Regions from separate parts of the Zea mays genome. Here region 1 is linked to region 2. A link is a contact called in public Hi-C data. All regions are on one chromosome and are shown on one strand. The core of a region is the stretch at or near the end of the contact, and the rest is flanking DNA. Distances in the headings are between cores, read along the strand shown. Region 1 holds the start of LOC100501252 (Protein EXECUTER 2 chloroplastic). Region 2 holds the start of LOC100272488.

Region 1 (4,526 bases), core at 1,537-4,036, 350 kb after region 2:
ATTTATAGTCCCCACCACAATTATAGTCGTTGGACAGAAAGCAGCAGTTTTCTATCGACGGGCGCATCGGACAGTCCGGTGCACATCGAACAGGGCACTGTTCACTGTCCGGTGCCTGCCACGCCAGCCGACTGTTGGGGTCTGTATCAGTCGACCATTGGATCCGACCGGTGCCCTGGCCACGCTGAGTTCCTCAGACCATTTCTGACCTTCTGACCACGATGGCAGTCGACCGTTGCCCCCTATGGTGAAGTCGACCGTTGGCTATGATCTCACCGGACAGTCCGGTGCACACCGGACAGTCCGATGAATTTTAGCCGCGGAGCGCTGAGTTTTTCCCGAGAGCGGCTTGTTCGTCGGGCGCGCCAGCCTGGGCACCGGACACTGTCCGGTGCACCGCAGGCTGGTGCAAGTCTGATTCGCCCCATATTTATAGAAATGGTCCAAGGGTCCATTTTCCTTACAGATATATGTGGACTTTATGCACTTGAGAAAAAAATCAACTAGGCAAACTAGTTAGTCCATAAGTTTTGTGATGGTCGTCAAACACCAAAATCGATTATAGGAGATGGTTGAGGTCATTTCCCTTTCAGTCCTTGCAGTGTTCCAGAGGACATGTGGTGTGCCCAGACCCCTTCTAGACTAGAGCCTTCAGTGCTTTAGTGCCTGAGGGCCCTTTGCCCTGTTCAATATTTACAGGAGTGGACCTAGGTCCCCGCTAGAGGGGTCTAGAGCCCTTTGCAGTCGTTTATGTATATGTGGCACTCTCGGATCTCAGGAATTAGGTAAGGGCCACATGTTACTCACGGAGCCCTTCTGGCTAGTGAATGTTGTTTGTGAAAGGGTGCTTCTTTGATGGCCCAAGTGACGTTGGGTCCCTTTGGGGGTACCGCATGGTGGGAGCCTCAGCTAATTATACCTCTATTTTTTCAGAGGTGTTTTGTCACCTTAAACCACCTTATAAGTGGGGGTTATAGCCAGTCTTCCAACGTAGGCATTTGTTTGTAGCGTCTTGGGTACCATATCTAGGGACTCTGAAAACGTCTTATAATTTAAAATGAAATAAGTAGAATTTTATATGTAGCAACTTTTGGAAAATTGTGTGAGATTTTATTAGTTGTATTCTTACATTATTTATTTTCTTTAGTATTGACCATCTTTGGTAGACATGTTATTTGCTACAAAATTTCAACAATTTTCTCCCATATATTTTTTTTTACCAATTACAATACAGGCACAAACGTTGACATACATAACTTGAGCTCCTATAAATAGACATTTCCTTTGAAAGTTTTATAATTTAAGAAAGTATGTTTTCTACTCCTATAAATAAGCATTTCCTTTCAAAGTTTTATAATTCAAAACTGAAAAGTATGTTTCCTACTCTGATCAAATTATAGTTCCTTAGAAAGGTTTTTCATATTATTAAATCAGTTGGCGCTTGCTAAATGGTACATCGAGTTATCGACTATGATTTCAAACTATACTAAATAAAATGGACAGTAAGGTTTCATTCCACTTCAATAAAATACTAGTAGTTGCCTAGGCATCGGTATGATTTTATATTTCGTACTAGCTAGTTGACCGTGCTTTGCTACAGTTTTTATATATCATATAAACATGTATTGATATATTTATATTTACTCAAATATAATCATGCACTATTTTTTTATATAATTATTGTTTATTTCTAAACATTAAAGTACATGTGGTATGGTGTTAGTTGAGCAGGCGAGATCAGGTGCTGGGCAGACGCAGTAGTTGGCCGTGCGGGTGCTGGGTCCACATGACAGTAGCTGAGAGAGCGCTGCGTGGGCATAGGGCACGGCCCTCGAGGCGGGGCGGGTCTAAAGTGTCAGCACGGATGGTGAAGCCGTATTAGCACCAGGTGCCTACATTAGTTTCTTAATAGATTAAAAAGTATAGATATGAAGACATTGCTTAAATGAGATAGTTATTCAAACATGATTCAAACTTATAGATTAGTTGAGTGCAAATGACGAGATATGTGGTGTGAGGTCAAACAAGATAGATTTTTCTTTCTCGTTTTTTTTTCACGCTCGTGAGATTAGGGACAATGAGGGAGGAGGTATTGGACTATAGCTTACCAAATAGGATGTGCTTAGTGGGTTGACCTAAGATACGACCTATTTAATAGTGTCCCGCCCGGCCCGATTCAATTTAAAGTAAATATGTGCCGTGCCTGAGTCGCCTTCTCGATATGTAGTGTTCGATATGTAGTGTTGGTTCGATCTGGCAATGATTTTTATTTTAGAATTATTAGTATATATATTTATAGTATATATTCTTTATATAGTACAAATGAACAAATGGCGTAGTGATTAGGGGACAGTAGTTTGTTTCTTGCGATCTCATTCAACGAGAGAAACTCTAGCTCCTACGTTATAGTAGTAGTGACACTGGAGTTTGACCCTTTTTTTTATATAAGCTTGACCTTTTTTTTATATAAGCTTGACTTTTTTTCTTGGAAACGTGAAACCTACGACATGCTGTCCTGAGTTGATCAATACAATGGCGGATAAAGTGAAATGGCGGATAAAGTGAAGAAGAAAAAACTGCATCATTGTTGTTTCATGCCGTAGCTGCCAAGGAGGAATGATTCGTTATTATTTTTCCTTTCTATAAAGTTGAAGGGAAACAATTATACTACTTCTGAATATGATTTTTTTTCGATCTTTGAGATTAGCCGAAAGGAATGCTGAAGTGTACTGCAAGTCTGCACATAACAACAACACACCAACAACGCATGGTCCCACCCCGTCCCTCGCTCGGCACTTTCCAATCAGGCCGCCGTCCTCCTTATCTGAATCGCGTGCCTTCCAGGCTTCCAGCCCTCTGCCCGCTGTGCCCCACGCCCGGCCCCCCGATCCGACCCACCCAGCGCCATGTCCCCCGCGTGCGCCACGCCGGCGGCGGCGCGCCCGCTCAACACGGTTCCGACACGCCGCTCGCCGCCCTCTGCCGCGCGCCCGCCATCGGCCATCCCCGCCCGCCGCTCCGCCGGCTGCTGCTTCTGCGCCTCCTCCTCATCCTCGGCATCGTCGCCCTCCACCTGGGACTGGACCCGATGGAGCCGCCACTTCGACGAGGTCGACCAGGCCGAGAGCTACGCATCCCTCCTCCAGGTAATCGCCATTTCATCATCCTGTAACTTCTAATCGAAGCAATCTGATGATCGCTCTTTCCTCTCCGACCGCGCAGTTCCAGCTGGAGGAGGCGGTGGAGAACGAGGATTTCGCGGAGGCCGCCAAGCTCAAGAGGGATATCATAGCGGCCACAGGAAACGACGCCGTAGCCCACGTCATGGCCGAACTCAAGGTCCGGAACTGCTTTGTGCTGCCTCACATTCTGTTCCGTTTACCGATTTTCTAACTACAGCATTGTTTCATCTGGTTGCTCTTGTCCTTGTAAATTAGCGCAGAGTGCTATAGAGGAGCAGCGGTACCAGGACGCCTCGAGGTTGACAAGGCTTGCTGGGACCAGCTTGGTAATTACCAATACATCACTGATTACTTTTTTTTCCTGTACCTTTTGATTCTGTCATATGCATTCAGGGACAGAATTATTTGTCTTTTAAAGTCACACATTGCACATCCCATCCTAACTAACCAAACTATTCATGTGGCGAATCGCTAATCTTGTGCCAACATGGTAATGAACCTAATAAAAAAGACGACCCATGATAGATGATAGTGCCAAAACCATCCATTTTCATAAGGAAAAGCTCTGGCTTCCAACCATTTCCATTTCAGGTAGGTTGGTGGGTGGGATATGCTAAGGGCATTGATGATTCCATTGGGAGAATTGTACGAATAAGCCCTGGTGTTGGCAGATATGTGGCCAAAAGCTACAGCCCGAGGTGCGTCTCACTAAGTTTGTAACTTAATCTTAAAAGTCCACATCAGACAAGTGTCTATATATTGCACAGTTCCATCTTACCAAACACTTGTTTTTATGCAGGCAATTGGTCACTGCATCTTCAGGGACCCCATTGTTTGAAATTTTCCTTGTCAGAGAAGATGACAAGACATATACAATGAAGGTGCACTGATCAAAGTGATTTCATCTTTATCATAATATTTAAACAGTTAAGAAAAGTAGAAGGAAACCTCTGTTGTGCACAGATTTGATATTTGTACTTATGAAAAATTAGACAGGTAGTACACTTGCGACCAACAAAAGGAACTTTAGGTGCATCATCCATATCATCAGCAATAACAGAAAGCCCAGCAACGGTAGAGACACCAGAAAGTAGTGCTATATCTGATAGTATTACAGAGGAGGCAAATATAGATACTCCAGTAAAAGGAAATGGGGATGCTGAAGAGAAAGAGCAAGATGTTGGTAGCAGCAAGGATACTAGTGTTGATGGATTTAAAAGTCTTTTGAATTTTTTTAAGTCTCGAATTCCTGAATTCAAAGTTCAGGTGATAAATGTTGATGTGTCTGAGGAAACTGAATTGGCTGCAAATTCGTCCGAAGAATCAGTGCAAGACGATGTGAAG
Region 2 (4,592 bases), core at 1,706-4,205:
CGGCCGCCGCCGTTGCAGCCTCCGTGGCCGCGCCGCCGCCGTTGCAGCAGCCCGCCTTCCGCTGCTTCAGCGCCTCGATCCGCTCCTTGAGCTGCTTGATGTACGCCGCCGCGCTGTCCAGCTGGTCCAGCTGCGTCACCGCGTCCTGCGATGGGAACATCGAGCTACTGTCAGTGTCACTGTGCCGGGGACAGGACAGGAGGTTCTCTGTCTCGCCAGAAATCCCATAATTTCCTTACTTTTATTTAAAAAGCTTTGATGAAAAGATTAGCAGGTGCAGGGGCGAAGCTAGGTTGAATGCGGTGGATGCAGATGCAACCTCCACAAAATGCAAATCCTATAAATTTAATTAAAATTTTACTATATATGCACCCCTAAAAAATTCTTATGCACCTAAATACACAATGCTCAATTTTGCTCTAGCTTGGCCATTGAGCAGGAGCATGCCATGCTATATATATTGCTATTTCTGACTGTCTCCTTTTTTTTACTATAATTGGAGCAACATGTCAGTGCATGTATAAACAGAGTACCAGTATACTGTAGAAGGAGACACCACGCCAGTGCTCGCTGTTCAGCTACAGCTCAGCCGATGGAGACTGTAGTTTGGTTTCCCTTGCGCACAAGGGGCATGGCACAGGATGGTACCTATTTTCTGACTGTAGTTTGGTTTCCCGTTTGGTAGGTGGATCGAGGAATCGTGGCGTAGCACAGGAATAATCAGGCGAGTGCGGGTATTGTTTATTATCCGACCGAATGGTCCCTATTTTCTATTGCGCCCACGAGTTCCTCCTCTCGGGCATCCGGCACGTGCGCCTAAGCCAAATAATGACGTGACGTGTGACCCCCGAGCAAACCCGCGTGGCTGTCACCTGTCACCGGAGAGGAGGGCCCCACCACGTATTCATTCATTCACGTGAAGTGGAACGTGGGTGAATGGAGTGGACCTCGAGGGAGAGGGAATCTCAGTATGGTCTACTATTTCAGTGATGTGTGTGTGGTCTATACGCCCTCCGTCCAAAACAAATGTCGTTGTTCTCGCTTTGGCTCTCAAGAGAGTTGAGACTTCTCGCGTTGGCTCTCAAGAGAGTTGAGACTAGCTAAATAACTCGGCAAACCAAATTTTGGCTACTTAATAGTAAAATAACTCTCCAACAGATTAGCTATCTGATTGGCCAAACTATCTGGCTCTTCAAATTGACTCTATCACTAGCTAAATTTGGCTAGTCACTTGACCAGCCAAACTAGATAGATAGTCTATTGGAGTGAGATGCTACATATAGAGTGCAATCTTTATGAAAAGTTAAATAGATAATCAAATATAGAGCTAAAAATGAGGAGTCTCTTGAAGACGCTCTTAAACGTTTTCAGCTTTGAATTTATTATCAGATACTCTATCTTTTTTTATTTGTTGCGTTTTAGCTCAAAATAAATTAGTAAGCCACAAATATTTAAGAAACGGATGTAGTATATTATTAAATTTACTTTTATAATAATTTATCTAGATGTATTGCTGATATCGTTTTAAAATCTACATAAATTTAGAATAGTGATCACGCGGCCCTTTTTTTTGGACGGAGGGAAGCAGTGTTTTCTGCCTCGTAGAGGAAACGTGACTGAAAACGATGGTGATTGGTGGCTTATGCCTGATTGCCTGGCTCGATGCGCGGCCGGTCGCGGTGGGGTGTCTGGGGTGGGGTGGGGGCATATACTCACAAACAAAAACAGCGGACAGCTAATCAGATCGAATCGATTGGGTGTGGCAAATCGCTGATCCAGAGCTGATGCTTTTTGTCCTTTATTTGTAGTAATAACAGTAATCAAAACAGTAAAAGGCAGTCTCGTTCCCGCTCTTTTTGCACACTCGTTTTGACCCTTTGTCTGTTTTACACGTGCTAGGCCGCGAATGACTTGAAACAGGGGTACTGTAAATGTTTTATGCTAGGCGAGATGGATAATATTATTCTTATACTATGGCTTATCCGGCTCCAACTATAGGCAGGACTGCAGGAATATATGGCTCAGTTTCATTGCAAACATTATTGTCACAGGTTGGGAGTTGAAGATTTTGACGCTACTAGTTATTGGTTGTCTTTTAGAGGATTGGAGGGTTTTAAGGAGGGGAACTGATTGCGACATGAAGAGGATATTAACCGATTGTATGGATTTGATGTGAACAATTCGTTTTACAGTGCATTCATTGCTCTCCGACACTGTGTAATAACACGTCGTTAAGTTGGCTTCTGGACTTCTCAGTACTATCATTTACTTACTAGTACCTATTTCTAAAACTTGTGGCGAGGAAGGCCATGGATGCAGTGATTCGGAATCGGCCAGTTCGTTGCGCTTGCGCCCGATAGAGCAATGAATGTATGGTCCGAGGAGATCTGATGGGCTCGGAACCGCCGTGGGAAGTGGGGGGGGAGCGAGGAATCGAGGGCGAGAGGTTGCTGTTGCCTTTTTACCTGCTTGTTGCCGGGATTGGAGGACACCGCCGCCGACGCGGCGTCGGAGAGGAGGGAGGCGTGCGTGGTGGCGGCGGCGGGAGGGATGAGGGAGGAGAGCTTGAGGCAGAGGCCCTTCATGTGCAGCCTCCGGTTCTTCTCCACGTCCTTCCTCTCCAGCTTGCACCCCCCGCCGCTGCTGTGCGCGTTCCTCTCCCCCGCGGCGCAGGCGCCCGAGCTGCCCCCGCTGCTCTGCCTCCGGCTCTTCATCTCGATCGACCGACCGGTCTGCAGATCTCTCCTTGGCTGTTCTCGTCGGCTCGTCGCTGCTCCTGCCGGGCGTGAAGCAACAGCACTGCTGTGCTTTGCTTGCTGCCTTGGGTTGGGAGGGACAAGTTGCAACTTGCAACAGCACCCACTGGCCACGGCACGGAGGGGGGAGAAGGCAAGGAGGCCAAGACAAGACGAGAGAGATAGAGATAGAGGCCGGGGGAGATGGCTCCGTGGCACTGCTGTGCTTTGCTTGCTGCCTTGGGTTGGGGCTGCTGGCTGCTCATTTATACAGGGAGTGGGTATGGGTGAGACTGAGAGAGCCTTATCACTCGCCGATGGGCCCGGGAGTGATAGGACGGAGGAAGGAGACGAAGGGAGACGGCCCTCCCGAGACGATCCACGCCGTCCACCGGTGCACGGACGGGCAGAAGGGAGCGCCCCGAGGCGGTCAACTCCGCCTAATCCCAGGGTCCGCGTCCCCGGGTGCGCGTTTTTTGTGTGGGGCCCGCGGATTTGCTTCTTGTAGCACTACTGTTGTTGCAACTGCTCCGCACGTTTGTGGCGCCGCGACGTGTGCGCGTGTTGCTTTCCGCCACGTACTGTACTGTACGTGGGTGCGTGCCTGTTTATTTTTTTTTTCACCTATGTCTGAATTTTAATATGGTTTCGGTCAACACTTTTAGCTACTATATTATTATTTTTACAATGTGCTCTCTCCATACCAAAATATAATTTGTTTTAGACTAATGACATATTCATCAAGTAACATATGAATGTGGACGGAAAAGAATAAGTTAGAAAGAACTATATTTTAGAACATACTATGTATTATTTATCTTTATATCATGGTATGTTATTTTTTTATCTTTTATTAGTTATCATTGTTCTAACATAAATTAGTTTTTGCTATGGTTTATAGGGTTTTATTCTTAAAACTAAAAGTATAATAAAACTATAATTTTAGAATGAACATATGTCATAATCATCGTATAAACAAAAACTAAATTGTAGAATTTTTAGCAATACCTTTTTGAGTGAGAGTCTCGTCGTCGCGTTCTCACTGTGCGGCCGGAGAGCAGGGGAATTAGAACATTCATGGTTGAGAGCGAGAGCGAGCAGGAGCCGCGGTTTCGGAATTCGGACAAAGACCGGAGGCCTCGGCGGTCTACGCGCACAGGCTGACAACACTGCAGAAGTATTGATTGTCAACTGTGCATGGTACAGTGCTGGATTGTCATTAGCAGCAGCTTAGCACCTCGCTTACCCAAGCTCTTGATAATATATACGTATCATGTGTTAACAAACTTGCTAACATAAAGTCAACAGATAAGATCACTGATAAGATCACTGTTTCCAAACATTTGTTTTCTTTTTGCATTCGGATGTCTAGTCTCACTCATTGGTTAGGTGGAACAGAGGTACATCTTTTTTTGATACGCGTCAAAATGCCTCCTTATCTTAAACGCAACGCCCATTCCCATGCGTATCGAGTTTTTTTGGCACTTGTTTTCTTCTCCCTATTTATTACAGTACTTGATCGTATTCATTCCTACTGGTAGAAATTAGGATGTTCATTTTTCAACCTCGCTCGTGCGTGTCCGCAATCAATCACGCTTATTAGCACCAGTGCGGATTTGAGCACTCATCCTACTATTACATATAACAATATATGATATATTTTAGATCCACTTCTCCCAGAGCATCTCCAAGAGACTCTTTATTTTTTACTCTCTATTTAACTATCTAATTATGTTTTCATAAAGATTACATTCTATATATAGCATCTCAGTCCAACAGACTATCTATCTAGTTTGACTAGTCATGTGGCTAGCTAAATTTAGCTAGTGAGAGAGCTAATTTAGAGAGTCAGATAGC

Evidence for each region. A called contact is a pair of places that touch in the nucleus more often than the background predicts.
Region 1: a contact with region 2 is called in a Hi-C map of ear, with 2.4 times the contacts expected there. The contact joins the promoter of LOC100501252 here to the promoter of LOC100272488 in region 2. A contact is called at or near these places in 2 of 25 Hi-C or Micro-C datasets (ear and leaf mesophyll).

What each region holds. Positions count from the first base shown.
Region 1 is chr3:30,079,896-30,084,421 of Zm-B73-REFERENCE-NAM-5.0, forward strand. It overlaps LOC100501252 (Protein EXECUTER 2 chloroplastic), which reads left to right and starts at 2,787. Exons shown (of 11, transcript NM_001196022.1): 1 at 2,787-3,146; 2 at 3,223-3,339; 3 at 3,443-3,508; 4 at 3,774-3,880; 5 at 3,982-4,063; 6 at 4,179-4,526. The coding sequence starts at 2,907.
Region 2 is chr3:29,733,183-29,737,774 of Zm-B73-REFERENCE-NAM-5.0, forward strand. It overlaps LOC100272488, which reads right to left and starts at 2,956. Exons shown (of 2, transcript NM_001146957.1): 1 at 2,466-2,956; 2 at 1-145. The coding sequence starts at 2,714.